Linked DNA regions of Ovis aries: region 2 is linked to region 1. A link is a contact called in public Hi-C data. All regions are on one chromosome and are shown on one strand. Each heading gives the region's core, a stretch centred on a gene start, on an enhancer-like site or on the middle of the called end of the contact. The rest is flanking DNA. Distances are from core to core; before and after follow the strand shown.

Evidence for each region. Hi-C and Micro-C count contacts between places; a contact is called where the count stands out from the background.
Region 2: a Hi-C map of muscle shows a contact between it and region 1, with 3 times the contacts expected there. The contact joins the promoter of PLXDC1 here to the enhancer-like site in region 1. A contact is called at or near these places in 10 of 16 Hi-C or Micro-C datasets (blood, hypothalamus, mesenteric adipose tissue and 5 more).

The regions. Positions count from the first base shown.
Region 1 is chr11:39,308,426-39,315,547 of ARS-UI_Ramb_v3.0, forward strand. No RefSeq gene overlaps it. Among named protein-coding and RNA genes, the nearest start is that of FBXO47, 27 kb to the left of the region's middle. Within about 2 kb of position 4,621, at least 2 of the 54 cell types and tissues checked have an H3K27ac peak or open chromatin away from gene starts, as enhancers often do. A contact at or near this core is called in muscle, where this site is marked.
Region 2 is chr11:39,404,750-39,411,165 of ARS-UI_Ramb_v3.0, forward strand. PLXDC1 (plexin domain containing 1) reads right to left here and starts at 2,135. Exons shown (of 14, transcript XM_004012833.4): 1 at 1,933-2,135. The coding sequence starts at 2,008. It overlaps ARL5C (ADP ribosylation factor like GTPase 5C), which reads right to left. Exons shown (of 6, transcript NM_001162556.1): 6 at 6,400-6,416. The coding sequence ends at 6,400. It overlaps TRNAC-GCA (transfer RNA cysteine (anticodon GCA)), which reads right to left and starts at 4,020; the gene lies at 3,949-4,020. It overlaps TRNAC-GCA (transfer RNA cysteine (anticodon GCA)), which reads right to left and starts at 4,767; the gene lies at 4,696-4,767.

The DNA of each region.
Region 1 (7,122 bases), core at 3,371-5,870:
ATTTTAGGGAGAAAAAAAACCAGAAAACAAAAACCATCATGACCAGTGATGTCCCCTAGGGTCCCCCTTTCCAGATCGCTTTCCTTCCTTCTCCTCCCTTCTCCTCTTCCCTCTCACCATTATTTTGAATTTGTGTTTATAAATTCCCCTGTTTTTCATGATAGTTTTGCCACATACATTTATATTCCTGATATTTATATGTATTTGTGTATTTAAAATTTTAAGAGAAATATGGAATGCATACAGTATCAGACATGAAAATACAGTCTTTTAGTTTAAAAAACAGCAATGAACACCTATGAGTCTATTACCAGGCCAAGAGGGAACATTGTCAAGACCCTACTTCTCTTTGATTGTATCTCCTTTCTTCATCCCAGAGATGAATATTAATCTGGAGCTTTGAATTAATATTAACCACTTTTTGTTGTCAAGGCTATGGTCTCTCTGGTAGTCATGTACAATTGTGAGAGCTGGACAATAAAGAAGGCAGAGCGCCAAAGAGCTGAACTTTTCAAACTGTGGTGCTGGGTAAGATTCTTAAGAATCCCTTGGAAAGCAAGGAGATGAAACCAGTCAATCTTAAAGGCAATCAGTCCTGAATTCTCTTTGGAAGGACGCTGAAGCTCCAATATTTCGGTCACCTGATGTGAACAGCTGAATCATTGGAAAAGACACTGATGCTTCAAAAGATTGAAGGCAGAAGGAGAACAGGGTGACAGAGGATGAGATAGTTGGATCGCATTACCGATTTAATGGACATGAACTTGGGCAAACTCCGGAAGCTGGTGAGGGATAGGGAAGCCTGGCATGCTGCAGTCCATGGAGTCTCAAAGTGTAGGACACGACGTGGTGATTTAACAACTTTTATTGTGTTAAAAATATACATGATATTTACCATTTTAACTATGTGTAATATACAAATGCAGTGAACTTGAGTACCTTCATGTTGTTGTGCCACCATCACCACCATCCATCTCCAGAATTTTTTTTTTTTATTTTCCCAACTGAAACTCTGTACTCATTAATACTAACCCTTCATTCTCTCCTCCCCACAGATTGTGGCTGCTGCTGCTGCTGCTGCTAAGTCGCTTCAGTCATGTCTGACTCTGTGCGACCCCATAGATGGCAGCCCACCAGGCTCCCCTGTCCCTGGGATTCTCCAGGCAAGAACACTGGAATGGGTTGCCATTTCCTTCCCCAATGCATGAAAGTGAAAAGTGAAAGTGGAGTCGCTCAGTCCTGTCTGACTCTTGGCGACCCCATGGACTGCAGCCTACCAGGCTCCTCTGTCCATGGGATTTTCCAGGCAAGAGTAACTGGCACCCATGAATTTATGAATTGCACTACTTTAGTTCCTTATATACATGGAATCTTATCAATACATTATTAATCCTTTATTTAACCTGAAGTCTTTGAGCATCATCCATGTTGTAACACGTGTCAGAATATCCTTCCTTTTAAAAAGAGGCTTAAATTTGAGATAGGCCTAGAACCTGGGACCATTCACTGCAATACTGCAGTGCTTGCACCTGGACACACCTCTTCTCAAGCAATAAAATACAAAGAAACTCCATGGGACTAAAAATGCCTGTGTGCTTGCGCAGTTGGGACAAATTCTGGACAAAAGATACAAGAGACTAAAAGACCCAACTGGCACTTTGGAGGAGCCTGGAGCAAAGTCAGGGGGTCTGGAGCAAACATGGCGTACTGCGTATGTCCTCTGCACACACCACCACCTAAGAGGTGGACAAAACACCTCCTTCAGCCTGACTCCTGGACACACCCATACCCTCACCCTATATAAGGAACAAGCTTGCTCACCCCCACCCCCACCGTCCACCAGGGAGCAAGCAAAGGAGACTGTTGTTTGTTCTCGAAGAGGCCCCACTAAGGCCTTGCCTGAATTTCTTGTCGGGTCTCTAGTCAATTTCTATTTTTCTATTGATTGGGGAAGGCCAAGAAGTCTAGTCGGTAATAAATTCATCTGTGGAATGGGACTGCCATGAATCTAAAAGTTTTATTTGAGGACACCTGATGCTTTTATTCAGAGAAGGCAATGGCACCCCACTCCAGTACTCTTGCCTGGAAAGTCCCATGGACGGAGGAGCCTGGTAGGCTACAGTCCATGGGGTCGCTAAGAGTCGGGCACGACTGAGCGACTTCACTTTCACTTTTCACTTTCATGCATTGGGGAAGGAAATGGCAACCCACTCCAGTGCTCTTGCCTGGAGAATCCCAGGGACGGGGGAGCCTAGTGGGCTGCCGTCTATGGGGTTGCACAGAGTCGGACAAGACTGAAGCGACTTAGCAGCAGCAGCAGCAGATGCTTTTATTAATGCAAATCTTGCAGTTTATGAACATAATAAAGCCCCTGTTTATTTTAGTATTCTTTAATAGCTCTTAACAAAGATTTACAATTTTTCCCCATAGCGAGTTGGAACATCTTTTGTTAGATTTATTCCTAGGTACTTCATTATTTTTAACTTTATTATAAATGATATCTCTTTAAAAGTACAATTTCTTTTAGAGGCTGGTGTAGAGAAGTCCTCTTGATATCATTTATTGATTTTGTTTCTAATACAATTGCTTGCTAAATTCTCCTATTAAATCTACAAATATACATGTACATCCTTTAAGATTTTCATTGTAAATACTCTTATCATTTGCAAATAATGACAGGTTTTTTTCTTTCAGTCCAATTTTTGTATGCGCTGCTACTCTGGTGGTCTTCAATACAGTATTGAAATCAGCCATTCTTGTTTCCAGTCTTAAAAAAGGAAATGTTTATATATCACCATTATGTTTGCTAATAGTTTTTCTTTTTAAAAATCATTAATATATGTTCAATTTTGTCAAAAACTTTTTTCCCTTATTCAGTTAATGTGGTACATTTCATTGCTTGGTTTTCCTTTTTCATTACTTTGCATTATGAATATTTTCCAATGTACATAAAAGTTGGAAGGATGGTACAGCGAACATAACGTATACCTATGACTTAGGCATAAAAATTGTGAAAATTTTACTATTTTTGCTTTATCTCTGCACCATCTGGGCTTCCCTGGTGGCTCAGATGGTAAAGAATCTGTTTACAATGCAGGAAACCTGGGTTCGATTCCTGGGTGGAGAAGATCCCCTGGAGAAGGAAATGGCAACCCACTCCAGTATTCTTGCCTGGAGAGAGAAGTCTAGTGGGCTACAGTCCATGGGATTGCACAGAGTCAGACATGACTGAGCAACTAACACATGTATCATATAAGTAACATACATGTCTATACAGATTTTTTTGGAATAGGCTGTATATATATTTTTAACTTTGACTCCACACATTTTATTATCTATTTATTTATTTTTGGCTTCACCTCTCAGTTTGTGGGATCTTAGTTCCCCAAGCAGAGATCAAACCCAGGTCCTGCGCAGTGAGAGTACAGAGTCCTAAACACTGGACTGCCAGGGAATTCCCTGTATCCTTTTTCTCAGTTATTTAAAGATAACCTGCAAATATCATGACATACCACCCATAAAATACTTCAGCATATAGCTCCTAAATATAAAGGACATTTTCCTATTAAAACACAATAAATTATCACACCTAGGAAAATGAATAATTAATTGACTTCTTAGTATTCAGTCTACAAGATATTCCTGGGGTAGATCCAATTTGAGAAAAGCGTATTATTCTTTTAAACGCTGATGAATTCAATTTGCTAATAGTTTACTTATGGTATTTGCATCTATGTTTGTGAGTGAACTTGGCATATAATTTTCCTTTCTGTGCTATTCTTGTAATGGTTTACAAGGTTGCTTTGACATTGTTTTTAATTTAATCAATTAAATTTAAATTAATTTAATGTGTCCATTAACTTGAGCTTGGTAATTGTTCTATTCAAATTTCATAAATCCTTACTGAGTTTGCTTTGTTTGGTTATCTGCTTGGTTTCCTGATCACTTGAGGATATTGCTGTCTCTTGTTATGATGACTGTTCAGTCCCATCTTTTAGTCTGCCAGTTTTTGTATATTTTTCATCATCACGTAGTGAACTTTTCATATCTAATAGTACTTTTGGCTTTCGAGTACATTTAGTCTGTTACTTATGTAGTTTTGTCAGCTTTCTTTTACTTAGTATTTGCTTAATGTGTCTTTTCCATTCTTTTGATTTCCGCCTTTCTGTATCCTTATATTCTAGATGAGTCTTTTAAAAAGTATATAAAGCTGGATTTTTTACTGCTCTGACAAGTTTTTAACTGAAGCATCTATTACATTATACTTACTGCAATTACTGATATACTTTTTTTTTAGTTGTCTCTTTGGTTCCTCTTTTTATGATTATTTTTTCTCTTCTCTCTTAAGTTTGTTTGATTGCTAACTTGTTATCACTACATTTCTATTAGTTTAGAAGCTAAATATTTTATTCCTAGACTTTAAGTGGTTTGATCTAAAACTTTATTATGAGTACTTAACTCATCAAAGTCCAAAGTAAATCATTACTCTTTTGCCTTTTCCAAACACTGTGAGAACCTTAAAACACTTTAATTCCAATCACCCACCTTCTGACTTATATGTTCCTGGGCTGTGTATTTTGGCTCTACCTTAGTTGAGTTTGTTTTCTCCTGTGAAGTTTTTATTATGCACAGAGCAGGGAGGGGACTCAGTCTCTTGGCAACTGCTTCCCTCGTGGTGGCCAGGACATTGCTCAGTTCTCTTGGTTTCCTCTTGGCGCAGATATGTGTCCCTAACATTTTCTGGATGAACTTGAGGGCCTGCTTGTCCTTGGAGACCTTGAACTGTTCTATGCCATGTTGCTCATTTAGCGCAGAGCTGAGCACTTCTTGGATCGCGTCCTGAGAGAACTTGGTAGTGTGCTTGATGAGGTGCCCAAGGCCACAGCTGTGTCTTGGTTGGGTCATGACCTTGGTCCCCTTCTGGCCCTTGTTAAGCCCATGGCGACATGGGGTAGTATGGAGCCGTGGCTGGACCTATACTGCAGGCCCTGGGGCCAGATGACCACAGATATCCTCTTTTTGGTTTTTTTATGCCTTAGAAACTTACTATAGTTTTATGTAGTCAATTGCTTAGATAAAATAGATGGTCAATATTTGATTAATTATTTTACCCCTTACCACTCTACACTCCTTTTTATGTAATATTCCTTCTTTTCTAGCCTTTGTTCTTTATAGATTTTCAGTGGGTATGGAATTCTAGGTTGATTGTAATTTCCTCTCAACACATTGAAGATATTTTTCCATTATCTTCTTACCTTTATTGTTGCGATTAAGAAGCTGGCTATCAGTCTAATGTTGCAGCTTTGAAGTTATCTGACTTTTGTCTCTGCTTTTATGATCTGGTCTGTCTTTGGTGTTCTGCAATTTATTATGATGTGCTGGATTGCAAATCTCCTTTCTTTTTTTTTTTTGGCTACCCTAGTCTTAGTTGAGGCATGTGGGATCTATTTCCCTGACCAAGATTTGAACCCAGGCCCCCTGCATTGGGAGCATGGAGTCTTAACCACTGGACCACCAGGGAAGTCCCTGCAAACCTCCTTTTATTTCTATTAGAAATTCACTGGAGGAATGTCTCTGGTTGTCCAGTGGCCAAGACTCCAGGCTCCCAATGCAGGGAGCCTGGGTTTCATCACTTGGTGAACTAGATCCCACATGCCTTAAATAGGAGTTCACATGCTGTAACTAACAGAAAATGCAAATAAATAAAAAAAAATATTTTAAAAAAGAAATTCATTGGGCTTCTTGAATCTGAGTATTCTTTCATATTTCATTTCTTTGTCTCACTGAATTTCTTCAGGTGTTTTCTAGTTCAATAATTCTCTCTTCAGTGTGTCTAATCTGCTATTCTGTCTACTGTTTTAAATTTTAATTATTACATTTTTTCATTTCCACCATTTGTTTAAAACTTCTTAATCGTTTTTGTAGCTCTTCTTATTTACTTTATTATTTCTTTTTCTTTCTTCAAAGCTCTTAAATAGGTTTTTAATATTGTGTTTCTGATCATTCCTATATCTAAAGTTTTTATAAATCTGATTCTGCTGCCTGTATAACATTTCATCTCTGGTGATAATTTCCTTGGGTTTTGTGATTTTTTAAAATTATTTTTAAAAAATTTTATTGAAGTATAGTTGGTTTACAATGTTGTATTAATTTCTGCTATACAGCCAAGTGACTCAGTTATTTATATATATATATTTTTTTCATATTCTTTTCCATTATGGTTATCACAGGATGTTGAATATAATGTTGAGTATAGTTTCCTGTGCTATACAGTAGGATCTTATTGTTTGTGGGTTTTATGATTTTTGACTGTGATTTAATATTTCTTAAAATTTTATCGGTGGGAATTTTGTAGGGCCAAGGATAAAGGTGGGTTCACCTAAGAGGCTTTGTATTTGCTCTTTCAGCACTTAGGATCACTTTACATTACATTTTCTGCTAGAGGCTTTTCAGACCATCCAACTAATATGAATCTGTGCTGCAGATTTGTGTTAGGGCTAGCTTTTAGTTATACATTTTCCAGAGTTTGTTTCATTTTCCTGTGGTATCAAGAATCAAGGCAGCTCCTTCTAGCTGCAGATCTTCCAGATGGAAAGATTAGATATATTTCTGGATTAGCCTAACAGTGAAAGTGTAGACTTTAAGTGCCTCACCTACATGCTGCTGCTGCTAAGTCGCTTCAGTCGTACCCAACTCTGTGCGACCCCATAGACGGAAGCCCATCAGGCTTCCCTGTCCCTGGGATTCTCCAGGCAAGAACACTGGAGTGGGTTGCCATTGCCTTCTCCAATGCATGAAAGTGAAAAGTGAAAGGGGGTATCAATTAGAATCTCCACCTTAGGCAGACCTGGGGCTCTGTCTTATTCCTTGATCTCCTTGAAGTCTTGAAAACTGAGAGCTACATGGTTTGATAATTTCTCCGCTTATCTCTTGGGGTTCCTACCACCACTTGGTTTTGGCTGATATTCCTTATTTTTATTAATGAATTTAGAAGGTATTTTCAGTATTTTATCCAAATTTTTAGTTTTCAGCAGAGGAATTAGGATATCTGGGTTTATGACACTATCTTAAAATCAGATTGAGACTTGAACCCAGCCAAAACCCTGATTGGGACTTGGACTA
Region 2 (6,416 bases), core at 885-3,384, 94 kb after region 1:
GGTCCCACCCCCACATCTGTTCTCCCTAGAAGACAACCCCTGCCTCCAAACAGGGCCCGCTCAAACCCAGTCTGGTCGTGAAAAAAAATAAGCTCGACACAGAGTCAGCAGCGCCCCCGCTGGCTTCCTTCAGTCTCACCAGTCTCCCTGCTGCAGAGAAAGTTCATTTCTCCTGGCTGAATCTGCCAAAGCTGAGGAGACAGGACATCTTCTACTGAGAGATGTGATTCAAATCTCTGCCTGCACCCTCTTTGGCCCCCCAGGGTATCTCCTCTTCCAATCACCTCTGAAGAGGCAGCCCTCAGCTCAGCCTGGCTCTGGCCCCTGCATTGCCCATCCTTGTTTCCTTCCAGTGCCCTCTTCCCCACCCCTTTCCGTGGATCTCCCATCTCAGTCAGATTCAGAGCCATCCCTCATCAATCCAGTCATATCCAGAGTTCAGAAGATCTCATCAGGATGGGTTTGCAAAAGACCTAAAAAATTGACCTGTCCAACCCATTCCTTTTTATATTGACTTAATTTTTGTTTTTTTCTTTTTGCAATTATCTCATACACATCATAACAAATCTGAAAAAGAGAGACAGTCATAAAAAAGATCTCTCATAATCCTATAATCCCACAAAGATTTTGCCCACAGCCTCACTTTATAAGGGAGGAAACAGGCCCAGAGAAGGAAAGTAACTTGTTCAAGGTCACACAGCAAGCAAGATGTTGGAACTAGAAGTCACATCTCTGGCCACTCTCTGTGTGGTCTCTCTGAAAACTGGTGGTTTTGCATCAGCAGCCTCTTGCCACCTAGGCTTCCGCTGCCCTCTGCCCACACTCTCCTTCTCAACAGAAACCCAGGCCTGTCTCAACTATATTCAGGGACCATTAAAGTCAAGAATGCCATCCCTGATGCTGTGCCTGATGCCCACAGACCTCTGAGACACAGCAGCCCAACTACAGCATCCCCCTGGACAAACCCTCCACCTGCTCCATCCCACCCTGGGGGACATCTATGCCTGTGAGGCACGGAACTCTATCTTCCCAGTTCTGTCCAGAGGCTTGACTGCAATCACCCACCTCCCCAACCCCAGAGAATGCCTGCATACAGAAGGAAGAAAGAGGAGAATGCAAAATTACTTGCTGAAAAATGGTTCTCCTTTATAACAGGACAGACTCAAGGTAGATCTCCAAAAGGACTTTCCAGGTGGGAGAATGATTGCAGAGAACTGCTGTGGGGAAGGTAGGACACCCCACCCTCCTAATCTAGAGCCAGAAAAGCTAAAGGCCAAGGGCCGCCAGGGCAGAGTAGAGCCAGAGTGACTGGAGGACCCTAGAGGCTGGGGGTGGGGAAGCAGCAAGTTGCTTCTTTCTGGGCCCAGCGCTGCTCTTCAAGTACCAGAGAGGAGAGGCCGTCAAGCTCCCCACTGCCCTTGCTGGAGGAGAGATGGTGGGTCTCCTCCATCCTCCTGGCTACTGCCACTCAGCCCCCAGACTGGGTCAGCTTGGGAGTGAGGGCAGCGGAGAGAAAAAGGAAACAAAACTGAAGCAAGAGACATCCCAGACTCCGCATCTCATCAGAATTCAGCCTCACCCAGTGTGGCCAGGGGACCCTGTGACTCTCCCACCGTCCTCTTTGGGGCCAGAGCCCAGTGCCTTGTGGATTCCCTCTCTGCTGGGGTCCCTCCAGTGTCCTTCCAGGAGGGAAGGAGAAATCGGGGCATCGGGGTCTGATCCTTCCACCCTCACTCACACACCCTGTGTGTTTAGGAAAGTAGGGGTCCTTGTTCACCTGCCACCGTCCACAGCGCTCCTGGCCTCCCTCGGACACGACCCCCGGCGCCTCTGACATCGCCAGCCTGCCGGTACCTTCCATGCCCACGCCCGCCCACCTGCCCCCTCGACCCACGACCCTGACCCACCCCCACCAACTCTGGCCAGTCCTACCTGCTCCGGGCTGGGGGCTCAGAGCCCGGGCAGCCTCCCTGAGCACCAGCACGAGGAGCCAGAGCTCAGCCCGCATGGTGGAGGCCAGGACCCGCCCCCGGCCCGCAGCTGTCCCGGCCCGGCTCGGGCGGCGCGGTCCCCCGGGCTGGCCGGCGGAGGGGTGGGCGGCGGAGCGGCAGCGGAGCGCGGGGCAGGCAAGCAGTGAGAGCGGCGGAGCGCCAGCGGGCGGCGAGCGAGCCGAGCGGCCTCCCGGAGCGGGGACTGGGGAGGGGGCGGGGCGGGGGGGGGGCGCGGCGCCTCCGGAGCTCGCCCCGAGTCTTCCCCAGCCCTCCCAGCCCTGCCCGAGCGCTCCCCGAGAGCTCCCGCGGCCGCTTCCCAGGCGGGGGGAGAGGGTAGCGGGAGGAGGAAGGGGACAGGGCGGGGAACCCTCGGGCTGGGAGAACCCCCGAAGAGCATCAGCTACCCCTACACCGCACCTTAGCTTCTGCCTGCTTTCCCCTCCTCCACTCCCTGGGGGAAAGCGGTGGAGAGAAGGCTCGAAGGGCCAGATCCCAGGAAGGGACAGTGGGCGCCCCTTCCTCAGACCCTGCGCTCCTACCATCCACACTCGACCCATTTCCACCAGGCTTCCCGACTTTCTGGGCTGTTGCACAGAGTTGTGTAGGGATCTGATGCCCATCCCCACCCCAGGAGTCTCCCCTTGCAGCAGAGGCCTGAATTCCACGCCCTCTTATGGCTTCTCTCCACTTTATCCCACCCCGCAGACATGGGGATGGAGGGGACCTGAATCATCCCTACTTTGAAATAACCTGGACTTCTTCCCACCCCCAGAAAGTAACTGAGGTCACCCTCCTCTTTGGGGACCCCAGACCTCCACAGGGCCCAACTCAGTCAATCTTCAGAGGAGAGCAAGGAAATGTCTCACCCCAACTGCCACCACCTTATAAGCAGGCTCTGGGAATAGATAACTTTTTTTTTTTTTTTTTACCCTACCAGAACAGAATAAAAATACCCTCAATTTAGGAGATTTAATAGATGGCAGGGAATCAGGTCAGGACCCGGAGGTGCCTCTTCCCTCCTCGACCTAATTCGTGCGAAGGCAAGGAGATCCAGCGCTGGATGGAGGGAGAATGAGGGTGAAAGGGACGCCCTGATATATACAGGCTGGGGCCCTAAAGACTAATCTTTCAGAATCCCAGTTCGTTCTTCCTCAGGACCCAGGGTCCCAGAACCGACCTCCTTTAGCCCGACGTCCCCTAATCACTTACAATGGGACAAGGCTAGGCCTGTCTGTAAGTTCTTGTTGTCTCATTTAAATTGCTGTTTTGCCAACTCTCAGGATCAAAAAGGCTGCTGCTTCCAGCTGCGGCTTCTTGCTGCCCTCTAGTGGCCACGTGACGAGCCGCAACGCGTGTGTTTTGCGGTTTTCCTCGATTTTCCAGACCTGCCTACGCGCTTCGCGCTATCTCCGACTCCAGCCAGGCGGGTTCACATCTCCTTGCCCCTACCTTCCGAGAGATCAAGGTGAGAGGACCCAGGACGGAATTTCAGCTCCGGCAATGATCTTTTTGAACAGTCCCCTGTCCGGGATGCCTCGCGCGCGGTCTGTTTTAAAAAGTCTCTTAATAAAGGACTCAGGCTGAAACAGCAACTTGGAAATAATTAGAAGCAAATGACGTGTCAATTTTTTTTTTAATGTAAGCTTCTAGAACTTGAGTGTACATCAGAATCACCTGGAGGGGCTTATAAAACACAGATTTCTGGGAGCCACCCCCAAGTACTATAGTTCTGAGGCCGAGAATCCATATTTCTAACACATTCCCAGCTGGTGGTGCTGTTCTCAGTAACACATTTTGAGAACCTCTGCTCTAAATTTGTTTTGCTGTTTCGCCGTTCCTCATCTCGCCCAAAATAGAAGTGGTGAAATAAATGTCAACACAAAATCGTGGAAGTAGGAAGTTGTAAGAAAAGTGGTGGCTGGGAAAATCTGAATTTGGATCCTTAAAAATGTATACAAGGGGGCACCCGGATTTGAACCGGGGACCTCTTGATCTGCAGTCAAATGCTCTACCACTGAGCTATACCCCCTCTGCTGGTTTTTTGCCTGCGGATGACTTCTTAGTGCTACTCCAGCGCAGGCGCTGTGACTGCGTCCACAAACGGAAGTGGAATCCAGTATTTTCAAGAGACAGAGAGACTATAAATCTCGAGAGACTACTTATCTGAATGCAGAGTTTGTTTCCTGAAACTCTGAACTAAAGAATTCTAATGATGTAAGAAAAAGCAATTTGGGACTGCGGGAGGAGAAGCCCCTCACTTCCCCTAGATTTCTCACTTCCTGGACCTTCCTTTGGGCCTGGGTCCGCCTTTCCTGCCTTGCCAGAGCGCCCCTAGCGATTCTCTTGGCGCCCATCTCTCTCCTACACGCTCACAGACACCTCCAGTCCTTCCTGTCCCAAGCCCAGCCCTTAGAAACTCAGTCTGTCTTCCAACAGACTGAGATCCCGGGCAGCTGAGATCCCGGGACACGTAGATCTGCGTGCGGGGTCTCACGCCTCCACCCTACCATCAAGAGCGCGGGCCTTTGTACAAGCCCCCAAGAGGCTGAGGGCGTGGCTTGGCAGGACCTGGGGCTCCACCCTGATCGCCGGCAAAAGAGGTCCGCAATGTTGAAGGACCCTTCCGCTTTAGCCTGTAAGGGAACTTCAGGAGGAGCACTGCAGGACTAAGAAGCCGGGGAAGGAAAAACAAACTAGACCTTAGAGGGGGCACCCGGATTTGAACCGGGGACCTCTTGATCTGCAGTCAAATGCTCTACCACTGAGCTATACCCCCGTGGTACCAATGTTTCTTGCCAGCTAGGGTGAATTTCTACGGAATAAGGGAATTATTAATTTTCACCTATTGTGTTCTTCTTTGTAGCTAACCTAATGGAAGGAAGACGGCATCTGAATGGAGACATTTAGACTTCCTAAGTTCTTCCCCCTCACCACTCTTCATGGAAACCACCGGGTTAAGAAATCTTGAGCCCACTGTTTCTGTGTCCAGACTCTCACAGGGTTGTGCACTTCCTGACTTTCGAAGAGAACATACCCACTGACCTCAGGACCATCCCAGGTTTTCTGGGGGGTAATAGCACTGCTCCCTGTACAGGACAGGCAGCCTGGGTTTCCATCCTGTTTTCAGCTCTACTTTGATAGGACTCCTGGGCTTTTCCAACCCCTAAAGTCCCCTACTCCCCTCCTTCCCCTAGGCCCAGGCAGAGCCTAGAGTTCTGAGTGCTGGCAAACCTGGTGTTAGTCACCTGGCAGAGGGCTATAGAGCCCAGGACCGAAGGGCCAGTCCCCATAGAGACCCTTGAGGCAGCCCCTTTCCATTTCCTAGGTGGATTTCCCCTGCCGGAGAACTTTGTATGAAACTGAGTCAGTTTTGAGGTGCAGCCGAAGGAGCAGGCAGCAATAAAAGGTGAGCAGTTTTCAATGGCATTTATTATACCTTCATAAAATTCCTACTACAGTATGGGGGAAAAATCACTACAAAAAGACAAGATAAACAAATGCTGTAGGAATCTGGGATGTTGGGAGGAGTGGGATTCACACTGGAAGGACACTGGGAGTGAAGGGGTAGCTTAAAGCTCAAAAGCTGTGGTCAGACCCAGCATCTCAGAGGGAACGGGAAGGTGAGGAAGGAGTGGAACCCCCTGCAGTGTGAGGAACTGTCTCTGGCTGGAAGGTCGGGTCCTCCACCCTCTCCCTTCTCAGGTTTTGCCTCTGCCCTTCTTCCCTGGTGGTTCAGGGGTTAAAGTGTCTGCCTGGAATGCGGAAGGCCCGGGTTCGATCCCTGGGTCAGGAAGATCCCCTGGAGAAGGAAACGGCGACCCACTCCAGTACTCTTGCCTGGAGAATCCCGTGGAGGGAGGAGCCTGGTAGGCTACAGTCCATGGACACGACTGAGCGACTTTACTTTCTTCCTTTCCTTTCTTCCTTTCCTTCCCCTGAGCCAGCCCCTTCACCTTTCTGGAATCTCCTTTGACCGAAGTATATGGGACAAAGATGGCTAAGGGGCCGGAAAGCTGGAGTGGGGGTTAAGGGGTTGGGGTAGAGGTCTAGGAAATAAAGAACAATTCCAGGGGTCTCTTACTCTGCCCTCCATTTTTCCTACAGAGAGGCTGAGGACTGAGGGAGGGGCCTCCACTTCCTGATCCCCCAACAGCTTTCCTGGTGTCTTTAAGAAGGATGCCTGCTTCCATGGAGTGAAGGGCAGCTTTTTCTGCTGTCCTGTCTACAGCAACTCAGGGTGCTTCACCTAGCTCCTCAGTGGGGGGGTTGGGTGTACAGTGGCAATCTCACCATCCATAGATACCCCTGGTCACTAGAGCATCATAGAAAAATAATAGTCACTTGGGTTTTCTACCCACATAGTCCATGCAAAACCCTCCAAGTTTCTGGTTGGCCTCAGGCTGGGACATCAGTTGGCAGTGGCTT